4 separate regions of the Sus scrofa genome follow, and regions 1, 3 and 4 are each linked to region 2. The links are chromatin contacts, called in public HiChIP or PLAC-seq and promoter capture Hi-C maps. All regions are on one chromosome and are shown on one strand. The core of a region is the stretch at or near the end of the contact, and the rest is flanking DNA. Distances in the headings are between cores, read along the strand shown.

Region 1 (2,700 bases), core at 161-2,660, 130 kb before region 2:
GTGTAGGCCAGCAGCTGTAGCTCTGATCCGACCCCTAGCCTGGGAACCTCCATATGCTGTGGGTGCGGCCCTAAAAAGACAAAAAAAAAAAAAAAATCTCTAAGAGACGTGACTGGGAAAGTCTTTGTACTTAAAAAATAATCCTGCATAAAAAAATTAATGTAATTTTAAAAATAGCTGAATGGATTTGGAGATGGAATATTTCTTCATACCTCAGTGATCTTATCAAAATCAGGAAAAAAGAAGCTGCTTTTCCTTTGTGCACACTTGGTGAACCTCATTTTAAAAAGTGTATTTGTACTAATTACTCAGTCATAAAAAAGAATGAAATTTTTGCCATTTGCAACAGCATGAATGGTCCTTGAGGGCATTATGCTAAGTGAAATAAGTCAGACAAAGGCAAACACTGTGTGATGTCACTTCTATATAGAATCTAAGAAATACAACAAACTAGTGAATATAACAAAAAAGAAGCAGTCTCACAGATATAGAGAAGAAACTAGTGGTTACCAGTGGGAGGGGAGGGGAGGGAGGGTGAGATACAAACTACTGGATGTAAGATAGGCTCGAGGATGTACTGTACGAAATGCGGAATATAGCGAATATTTTACAATAACTGTAAATGGAAAGTAACCTTTAAAAATTGTATACAGAATTGTAGTAACCTATAAGGGAAAAGAACCTGAAAAAGAATCTTAAAAAGAATATAGCTGAATCACTGTGCTGTACACCTGAAACTAACACAACATTGTAAATCAACTATACTTCAGTAATTTTTAAAACATTGTAGAGAAAACAAATAAAAATTGAAAAATACATAAATAAAAATGAAAATGTGTTCTGGTTTATAACATCTTTCAAAGGGATCCTTTGAAAAAGAATTGGTATTTTTTTAGAAAATGGATTCTTTCTGGGACCTGTAGGCAAATAAAACACTGACAGCAGTTAGAACGAAAGCTCTAAGAGGGTAGGGACCAAGCCTAAATGCACTGCTGAGCATTTAGTGCCTACAGCATGTTGCACAAATAAATGAATGAACATAAATGGTCAGGCTACTTCAGAGGGAGCCACATTCTGGGTGGACAACATGACTGCTGACGAGCCCAGTCAACCCTGAAACCTAATTCCCTGAAATGCTTTTCTAAAAGGAAAACTATGGCCCCATGGGCTGAAGGAAAGACTGAAACAGCTGCTATTTATGCTATGATATGACACTTTTTAACCTCTCTCAATAGCTATTCTTCACATGACAAAAAACAGACCTCAGAGCCTTCCCTGGACCAGAGCTGCTCACAGCCGGGTGTGTCCCTCCCTGGGGCCCTTGGTCAGGAATGGCTTCGAGAAGGCAGCCAGCTGGCCAGCCAGCCCCGGTAGTGGCTGTCAAGACCCTGAAATCCGTGAAACCTGCCAAAAGAATTCCAGGGCCTCCCGCCCAAACCCTCTCCCCTTGTCACTGTTGCCCTGGTAACCAGAGGCCAGGCTGAGTCAGCAGATTTGTTTGACAGGCTGCTTTCTCCTGTCCACTGGGCCCCAATTAAGGGACGGATGGGGGTAAAAGCAGTGCTGAGTCTGCCTGGGAGTAATAACGGTTTCTCAACAACGGGAGTGAAGGCTTCTCCACTTAAGGCTCTTCCCTGGGAGCTGACAGGAAGTCCTTGAGGTTATAATTATCTCTGAGGCAGAAGCACACCCCCAGCTTCATATTTAAATGAATAATACAGTGACAAACTCTGCTTAGATAGAGCCAAGAAGTCTGTTTTCCTGTCAAGGAATTTTTCTTTCAGAGGGGTAAATAGGGACTGCGAAGCCTGTTTCTCAATTTCTTACCAGTTACTAAAATTTTCCATTTCATTGGGTAAAGTTGTAAACATGCCCTTTATGATACTGAGCAAATATTGTGTTGATTTTTAAGCTGCAGCAGCAGAATATTCTATAGTCTTGTGGGCATGGTATCTTAAAATTTATGTCCAGCCTTGTTGTAGAAAGGATTCCAGGCAGCTTAGAATAGGTACGTCCAAACCCACAGGACAACTTCCATGGCTGCTACAGAATAAATACATGACTTCCCAGTATATTGAAAAAGAGAGAGAGAGAGATAACAAACCATACCATTTGGACAATTCTAAATTTTGATAAATACACAATACAGTTGTGAAACAGCCACCTCAGCCAAGCCACAGAACTGTGTCTAAGCAGGTGAGCCAAATATCACTTCTACTTCCCGTCCATTTCCCTGCTCCCACCCTGGTTTAAGTGCAAATAGTATGGCTGATGTGAAAACCACCAAAAGAAAAAGAGGAAAAATAAAACAACAAAACTCCACCAAGGGGATACACATAATCCACACATGAACAATCCGACATCTTGGCAAGTGCCCCAGAAAACTATCAAAACTATCAAACACCCCAACACCATTTATCATATGGCCTCAAATAATATCTTTGACCGGGAGGAGCAGCTGCTTCTAGATGGGGGAAAATATCTTCCAAGATTTAAAAAAAAAAAAAAAAAAAAAGTCTCTTTTAGGTCTTTTTCCCTATATTCCATAATAAAGATAAAAAGACATCATAACCATCCATTTCATCTGGACTCCTCCCCTAACTACACACACACACACACACACACACACACACACACACACACACACTCAAAGCTGAACTATGTGAGCCTCTGCAAGCAAATCTGGACAGCATTTCTCCC
Region 2 (2,700 bases), core at 189-2,688:
TGATTTGTCCAGCCCACAACTACTTCACCAAGCAGTTCCTAATTACATCAGAGGTGCTGTGTGGTCATTATGTCACCCAGCTGGAAACAGTAAGGCTTACTGGGCAGTGTTCACTTTTCCAGCCTGCTTTTCCCAAGAATGGAGAGGCTGCAGACCCCTACATTAAGAAGAGTCCCTCTCCTCCCCAAGCCTCAGAACTTTTCTGGCATTTACATTTGTGTCTCGAACCCAATGGACCAGGCTCTGAATTATCTGATTAGAGGGGGCAGGGAAGGGATTAGAGCTTGGGTCCAGCAATCTGCATAGGTACTCCAGATTCAAGGACAGTCACCTATGTGTTTCATGAGAATCCTCCAAAAAGCACTTTTTTTACTCCTACTTTGAAGAATCTCCATGTCCTGAATCTCTTGTGACTTCCAGGACTCTGTAAGACCTTCACCAGACTCTTACAAGTTGATCTCTTACAATTCCAATACCCAGAGATTCACTCCCTACTTCAAGCTTCCCAGATCTCTGGGGAAAAAACCGTGGAAGGGCACTCATTTCACACACACGTACACACGCACACACGCACACACACGCACAAGAACCAGCGTGGGTGGGCTAAGTATCATGACTCTGTGTCCCCCCTAGCTCCAGGCTGACTTACTTGAGGAAGTATCTCTGGCCAGTGGCCGTGAAGGTCATCTCCCAGCCGGGGGCAGGGGCAGCTCGTCGGTCACGTCATAGGACTGCTGGCGGAGGTGCGCGTGCTGCTGCGCCGGGTTGCCAGCAGCACCCGCGCCAGTGCCCAGCTGCAGAGAAGCGGGAGACGAATGCGAGCGGACGTGCTGGGCGCCACCGGCCAGCCGGGGCCCGGGGTGGCCACCGGACGAGTCGGTACTCGACTGGCGCGAGTGCGAGCCGGAGTCAGGCTCCTTGAAGAACGACTCAGGCAGGATCTTCTTCCGCCAAGAGCTGGGCTTGGGGTTCATCACGGAGTTGAAGAGGGCTTCCAGGTCCGTGTCTAGGTCTTGAGTGACGTGGATCACTTGCTGCCCGGGTGGCGGGAGCGGAGGGGGTGCCGAGGCCGGATTCATCTTCTGTAAGGAGAAAAGAAGTCGGATTAACCTTTTTTATGTAAGGTTGAAGAAAGGGGTACAGGGCGGGCGCGGGGGTAGAATCAAAAGAAAAGAAAGGAGACACATAGGGGTCCTCCTCGAGACCCCAGACACCCATCAGTAAGACCAGCCGGATGGGGGAGGGGTCCCTTCTAACCTCGAGAATTATGCAACTTTCTTGAAGCCCAGAAGTTACCAGGAAAAGGGGGGGAGGGCACTGCTGGAAGTTAACTGCCCTGGAGACGCGGCTGAACTGCTAGTGGCAAAGGACAGGTCGAAACTTTCCAGGGCAGGCAGCCCCCAAAAAAGTTTCAACCGAGCCAACTCCGAGATATCTCGCCTCCGGAACCCGAGGAGCCAAGCGCCCTGGAGTGGTGCCGGGTGAACGGGCGCGCGCCAGCGGGCACTACCTGGGCGCGCAGAGAAGCCGAGTCTGGGCGTGCGGCGGCCGCCGTTCCGCCCGAACTCGCAGTCGGGCCTGGGTCACTCGGGTGCGTTCCGAACTTGCAGGGCTGGAGCCGGGGCCCGGCTGGCAAATTCCGACCCGACTCGGTGCCTGGCAGCCTAGGGGCTTCGGCTCTCACATCCCCCGAACTGGCCTCAGGCGCTCGCGCTCCGAGAGGAGGCGGAGGTGAAGCAGACTCAGCGGCTGCCGCGGATCCCCGACTGTCCCATAAACAAAGTTTGGAGCAAACTCCCACTCCCAGGAAAGAGGCGGGCCCGAAAGTTGAGCTGTTGAATTATGCATGACCTCCAAGTCCAGAGGCTGCCTGCCCCCGCTCGTCCCTCCCCTTCCTCCTCCTCTTTCCACCCCGGCTGCAGAAAACCCTGGGCTTGCTGGGTACTTTGCAGGGTAAGAGGAGCCGGGTACCCCCCACCCACTCCTCCTGGTCGCGCGGACCTCTCCCGCGGAGCCCTGGATCTGCATTCCTTTGAGTTTACCACGGACTTGGGGCGGGATCAAAGGGAAAGTGGCCCGAGCCTGTTTAATCAAGGACTTGCGGACCGAAACCAAGGCTGGGGGCGGCGGAGGGCACGAGGGTGAGGGGCCCAGATCGAGGAAGGGCCTGTCCTAGGCGCCGCTCCCTCTCTTCATGCAGGGTGCCGTGCCGAAGTTTTGAGCACAGGATCCCGGGACTGACCCATAGGGCGGGCCTGGGTGCGCCCCGACTCGAGTAGACACCAACGAGGCCAGCATTTCCAAGGGAGGCTGCTGAGAGCTCGTGACCATATTTGGTCTGGCGAGGAGGCACCTCGGCAGTTTGGCTTTCAATTGTCTGCTCGTGCGTAGACGGCTCACAGAAAGTGCTTCTGTCGTTAGGGATGGGGCTTCGTCAACTGGTTCATTGTAAACAAACAATCTTCAAACCTTTTATCAATCCTTTTTTTCCTCTCCGGGGTGACTCGAGTTACTAGGAATTGAGAAGAAACCTAGCCAGAGCTGGGCGCTGGAAAAGGAGAGCAATTGCGCCCCCCTCTCTCCAGAGACATCCGCGCGGGTTAGTGGGAGGATTGGAATGTCCCTGACGCCCTCCGAAGAGCCTGGAGCCGGGATGGAACCAGAGCAGGTGGCTGGGAGTAGAAAGGGTGCGCCAGTGAC
Region 3 (2,810 bases), core at 158-2,657, 94 kb before region 2:
GACCATTCTTTCAGGAGCAATTAGGCTACTAGACTTGGAAGATGTATGGTTAACAAATGGTCAAATGGATCCACCCTGTGCTAGGCATGGACCCCCACTTGAAGAAACACTGATCTTAGAGACTAGAAAATGACTTGTTTGCCAAGGCAGACTGGGTCAGCTGCAGAAGCTTGACAATTCATGGCTTTGTCTACACTGCACAGGGCCTGGAGCCTTCTTCCCAACACCCCACCCTCCTCTCCCACCATAAAGAAAGCTCAAGACACCAATGGTTCTCCTTTTTTGCCCCTTTTGGCTATTATAAAACTAATATCACCATATTACAGAGAAAATTAAGGGGACCACCTCCAATTCAAAAGTCTTACTATAATCACTATCAATATCTAAAAATACATAATTGATTTGCTCAATACATTTATTCTACATGGCTGCTTATGTTAACACCAGAGCCAGATCCCTAACCCACTGAACGAGGCCAGGATCAAACCCGTATCCTCATAGACACTATGTCGGGTTCTTAACCCACTGAGCCACAAGAGGAACTCCCTGTTCTCTCTTTTTTTAATCAAGAAAAAAAAAATTTTTAATCTAGAACACCCCCTTTTGCCTGTGCCCACCAGTCTTCCTTTTTTTCCATAAAGAACCATTTTCCACTACAGCAATCCTACCCATCACTCCCACCCTGCCCCTTAAGTGGAGGTTTTACAGTTTGTCTCTGGGTTTCTGTGTGTATGTGCTTGTGTGTGTTAGGCTAATTTATGCTGCAGAAACCACAAAGTTCAAAAAGCAGTGAGACCATTGGAGCTGGAAAAATCACGGTAGCCAGATGTGTCTGCCACAAACTCACCACATAAATTTTATCAGAAAAAAAACTACTGGGAAAAGGAAATATTAAGATGGCCTACATATAAATCTGACTTTCAGCAAACTTTCAGGATACCTTTCTACAGGCTTCCAACAACACCCGGCTGAGGTGTCCCTTAGCTATTTTATTTGCTTTTGATAAAATGTCTTCAAGTGTCTTTGTACACTTCCTAGAGGGATGAATGAGCCAACTTTGCAAACTGAGCAAAGACAAGATTTTTCCATCTTGTCTTGAAAAGCATACCCTGTAAAAAAGAAAAAGAAAAAAAGACAGCAAGACAACCACACATGTGCTTATAATTTGAAATACAGATCAAGACAGACCCGGAGGAGAGACTCTGGCTTGGTGGATGGCACATCTTCAAAGGGGGAGTGTGTGTGTGAGTGTGTGATATTTTAAAAATTCCTATAGCATTAAAAATACACTCTGGCTGCACTTTACCAGAAGTTTCTAAACTGGCTAGGGCTGGCAGTCTGGTGAAGTTGTTACACAGTCTTTATTTTTCCTGTCCTGTCTGGGAGGAGACTGGCACCCCAGGTTGGGACCTTGTTCCAACAAAGAGGCCCGTTAATGTGTGACAGGGCCCAGCACACCATGGTTTATGATCGCCAGGATTATCACTGAAAAGGCAAAATTGTTACTTTCTCTGGTTGAAAACATTTTAAAATATGGAGAGGTTTTGTTTTGCTTTTGTTTGCTTGTTTGTTTGTTTTTTGTCTTTTTAGGGCCACACCCACAGCACTAGGGGTTCCCAAGCTAGGGGTCAAGTCAGCTTTAGCTGCCAGTCTATGCCACAACCACAGCAATGCCAGATCCAAGCTGCGTCTTCAACCTATACCACAGCTCACAGCAATGCAGGATCCCTCACCCACTGAGCAAGGCCAGGGATGGAACCCACATCCTCATGGATACCCGTCAGGTTCATTACCACTGAGCTACGACGGGAACTTCTGGAGAGATGTGAAGTTATTGCACAAGGTCAGTACTGTTGTGCTGAGAAATGGGAACACTTTGATGTTGTCATGCTTGCAGAGGGAGAAGTTTCTAAGTGAACCTTCTCTGCCCAAACTCACTGTGCTTGCTAGCTGGGGTTAAAGGTGATTTTTGCAACATGTAAGCAAACGTCGGAAAGATCACAGTTGCAGGATGCGAGGCTGGGTTTTCCTGAGGGAGGAGGAGGAGGACGGCTTCCTAATGGCACACACCACAGGCTCTTCCTCCCACCACACAGGGACCAGAAAAGTGAGGAAAAACCAAGCTACCAACTAATTATAATAGTTATAAAAATCCATTTCTTTGGGGGCTTTCTCTATGCCAGGTACCAAGGCATGGACTACCTAACTACTCAAAACAAATTTCATGGGGGAAAGACTATCATCATCACCTACTACAAATAAGGAAAATGAGACCCATGTTAAGCCCAAGAGAAACTGTTTTGACTCCAAGGCTTCCCATTAACCAAAAAGGTTCCGACTCTCCAACCCACCCCCATCACCACCCTAACAACCTAACTGATTTCCTTAGCAGGTTCCATTTTCCCCAAGCCCATTGTTTTATACACTATAATATGCCTGTGTAGAGTCCTTTTTTTCTTTTGGGCTGTGCCCACAGCATGCATAAATTTCCAGACCAGGGGATGAACCCTCACCACAGCAGTAACAACACTGCATCATTAACTGGTTGTGCCACCAGGGAACTCAGAATCCTTTTGTTTGTTTGTTTGTTTCATTTTTTTCCCACTCCTCCAAAAAAATTTAGTGGCTTTTTTTTTTTTCCGTCTTTTTTAGGGCCACATCTGCAGCATATGGAGGTTCCCAGGCTAGGGTTCAAATCGGAGCTGCAGCTGCCAGCTTCCACCAAGCCATAGCAACTTGGGATCTGAGCTGTGTCTGCTACCTACACCACAGCTTATGGCAATGCTGGATCCTTAACCCACTGAGCAAGG
Region 4 (2,700 bases), core at 123-2,622, 75 kb before region 2:
CATAAAGGGTCCAGAACCTGGCATTCTATCTTGCTATCTGTATGTTAAACATGCTCCCTGTATCAGTTGCATCTGACATCTGGGAAACAGCTTTAATCTTGCAATCAGTTTTTGAAAGAATTTTTTTTAAGCCACCGAGCTACTTTAAATGCTCAAATACTTTGAAAATTGTTTTTCCAGGCTCTCTGTGCCCAACACATGTTCCAACGTGTTGTTTTTCCAGTTGTTCTTAAGTGGGACACTGACACACTGCTTGTTCTAATGGGGCCAAATGAATTAAATGTCACTTGCACAAAGAGGGCAAAGCCCAAAACCAAAAATTCTTTGAGGTCAGTTTAGTTTCTTCTTTATTCATGTGGGGAGAGTCTATTACTTTTTGTTGGTTTTGTTTTTTGTTTTTTTTTTTAATTCTGGGAAACGGATGAACCACCCTGGGCCCTGGTCGTCAGTCACTTTCTGCACGTTTGAAAGACAAGACATGTGGAACTAGAGGAAAGACTGGCACGAAACACAATTCCAGTCTGGAAAAAGACTGGAAGTGCTTTTCAGAGCCAACCTCTCATTTCACAAGAAACAATTTGGAGGATCGAAGACAAAAAAGGGGGGTTGAGTTAGGCTTCCGAAGGCAGGGAGGGGAGAGGGACACTGGGGGCGTTGAAGATAATCACTGGGCAACAGAGCTTGTGTTTCCTGTAAACCCAGCCCACAATGTCTCTTTACATGTATTTCTGGGCATCGTTGGTTGAAAGCATCACCCAAAAGAGGCAGTGGCACAGTGGTTTTAAACTTTGCCTCTGCTATTAACCAGTTAAGAGACCGCTGAAACTTCACTTAGCATCTCCACGCCTGTTTCCTCCACTGTAAAATGGGCATAAGAACATCCTTTTCATGAGGCTGTTCTGAATATTTCATCCAATGACAAAAGCGAAACACCCACACAGTGCCAGACACACACGACACTCGATAAATATTAATTCCCCTTCTTTCTCTTATGAAAACCTTTCCCAACTGTTTAAAAAGATCTGACTATTTCCAATGCAAAAATCAGCAAACAGCCTATGGAAAAATGAACCCAAAGAAATGGGGGCAAATAATTGCGGACATCAATTCACTGCAAAAAACTACAGACGTATTTGACTTTACATGGAGTAGCTGAGTAATAATTGATCTAGAGACAAAAATAGTCTCAAAACACAAAAGAACTAGCAAACCACCAGCCTCTGTGGCTCCTTCATACACGCCCCACCCCACACATTCTATTTTCTTTTTCAGGACACACCCACGGCCTATGGAAGGAAGTTCCAGGGCCAGGGACAGAGCTTGTGCCACAGCGGCAACCCTTGCCACAGCAGTGACAACGCCAGATCCTTAACCCGCTGAGCCATCACCGAACTCCATCCCGCATTCTAATAATAATAACTCTCAGAACTAGTGTAAGAAAAGGCCAAATCTGAGATTCCATTCACTCTCTCATTAGGCATTTTCAGCAGTGATGAGTGTGCCATGTCAGCACAAGACTCAGCCTCATGTTTAAAGTAGAAAGGATTTCAGCTTGAAGTGAAAAGTAGAAGGCTGAATACTAGAAAAAGACTATCTATCTGATGGCTTTCCATTCTTCCTCACAAAAATGCTCAAGAAGTTTTACATTGAGAGTTCCCACTGTGGCTCAGAGGGTTAAGAACCCAACAGTTGTGTCCTTGAGGATGTGGTTTCAATCCCTGGCCCCACTCAGTGGGTTAAGAACCTGGCATTGCCTCAAGTTGTGGAGTAGGTTGCAGATGCTGCTTGAATCCTGCATTGCTGTGGCGAAGGCCAGCAGCTGCCGTTCTGATTTGACCCCTAGACTGGGAACTTCTATATGCCATGGGTGTGGCCTTAAAAAAAAAAAAAAAAAAAAAAAAAAAGTTTTACACTAATTTCATTTTTTAATCATTTACAGAGTAACAATAATTCATTCCCCATGGTTTACCCCAAAATGCAGGGGTACAGATCGGGTACAGAAATACAAGAAGACTTGAAGCTTCTGTGACTCAACAAAATGGAAAAACAAATTTAGCCTAAAAAGTACTATAGTTTTGTTTGTTTGTTTTTGACCACACCCACAGCATGTGGAAGTTCCAAGGCCAGAAAAGTACCATAGATTTATACAAAGTATGTTAATGAAAACTCCCAAGACAGTTAGCTTTGTATGCACAGGTATATGTTAATCAAAAATATACTATTGCTTTAATCTTTTGAATTTAACAAAGAATAGAAATATGCATAAGTTTCAATTTTTTTATGACTTATTTCCTCATCCAAACCCCATTGTTTTTCACTTAAGTAGCTGGTGTTAATTTTCACTTTTTAAAAAGTTTATTAATATGTATGTAATTTTAATTTTGGTATAAAGTTAGGAAACTTTCAGGAATATACATGGTACTCCCATCTACAGATTCACCAACTGTCATATTTTTTTCAAAGTTAGTTCTGGAGTTCCCATCGTGGCACAGTGGTTAACGAATCCGACTAGGAACCATGAGGTTGTGGGTTTGGTCCCTGGCCTCGCTCAGTGAGTTAAGGATCCAGCATTGCCGTGAGCTGTGGTGTAGGTTGCAGACGCGGCTCGGATCCCATGTTGCTGTGGCTCTGGCGTAGGCCAGCAGCTACAGCTCCGATTCGACACCTAGCCTGGGAACCTCCATATGCCGCGGAAGCGGC

What was found. Promoter capture Hi-C pulls out the DNA fragments that hold promoters and counts their contacts. HiChIP or PLAC-seq counts read pairs in DNA pulled down with a chosen protein or histone mark.
Region 1: an H3K27ac HiChIP or PLAC-seq map of skeletal muscle shows a contact between it and region 2. The contact joins the enhancer-like site here to the promoter of WWTR1 in region 2. A contact is called at or near these places in 2 of 5 promoter capture datasets (fetal skeletal muscle and liver), 4 of 47 Hi-C or Micro-C datasets (embryonic fibroblasts, heart right ventricle, retroperitoneal adipose tissue and 1 more) and 1 of 2 datasets of contacts at active chromatin or transcription factors (skeletal muscle).
Region 3: a contact with region 2 is called in a promoter capture Hi-C map of liver, with 5 times the contacts expected there. The contact joins the enhancer-like site here to the promoter of WWTR1 in region 2. A contact is called at or near these places in 2 of 5 promoter capture datasets (fetal liver and liver), 9 of 47 Hi-C or Micro-C datasets (alveolar macrophages, embryonic fibroblasts, fibroblasts and 3 more) and 2 of 2 datasets of contacts at active chromatin or transcription factors (alveolar macrophages and skeletal muscle).
Region 4: an H3K27ac HiChIP or PLAC-seq map of skeletal muscle shows a contact between it and region 2. The contact joins the enhancer-like site here to the promoter of WWTR1 in region 2. A contact is called at or near these places in 11 of 47 Hi-C or Micro-C datasets (alveolar macrophages, embryonic fibroblasts, fetal skeletal muscle and 5 more) and 1 of 2 datasets of contacts at active chromatin or transcription factors (skeletal muscle).

Annotation. Positions count from the first base shown.
Region 1 is chr13:89,762,766-89,765,465 of Sscrofa11.1, forward strand. All of the region lies in intron 5 of WWTR1 (WW domain-containing transcription regulator protein 1), which reads right to left. Among named protein-coding and RNA genes, the nearest start is that of TM4SF4, 63 kb to the left of the region's middle. Within about 2 kb of position 1,411, at least 50 of the 83 cell types and tissues checked have an H3K27ac peak or open chromatin away from gene starts, as enhancers often do. A contact at or near this core is called in embryonic fibroblasts, fetal skeletal muscle, liver and 2 more, where this site is marked.
Region 2 is chr13:89,888,109-89,890,808 of Sscrofa11.1, forward strand. It overlaps WWTR1 (WW domain-containing transcription regulator protein 1), which reads right to left and starts at 1,439. Exons shown (of 8, transcript XM_013992351.2): 1 at 1,258-1,439; 2 at 698-1,082; 3 at 650-695. The coding sequence starts at 1,079.
Region 3 is chr13:89,794,119-89,796,928 of Sscrofa11.1, forward strand. All of the region lies in intron 4 of WWTR1 (WW domain-containing transcription regulator protein 1), which reads right to left. Among named protein-coding and RNA genes, the nearest start is that of WWTR1, 94 kb to the right of the region's middle. Within about 2 kb of position 1,408, at least 5 of the 83 cell types and tissues checked have an H3K27ac peak or open chromatin away from gene starts, as enhancers often do. A contact at or near this core is called in fetal liver and liver, where this site is marked.
Region 4 is chr13:89,813,154-89,815,853 of Sscrofa11.1, forward strand. All of the region lies in intron 3 of WWTR1 (WW domain-containing transcription regulator protein 1), which reads right to left. Among named protein-coding and RNA genes, the nearest start is that of WWTR1, 75 kb to the right of the region's middle. Within about 2 kb of position 1,373, at least 8 of the 83 cell types and tissues checked have an H3K27ac peak or open chromatin away from gene starts, as enhancers often do. A contact at or near this core is called in retroperitoneal adipose tissue and skeletal muscle, where this site is marked.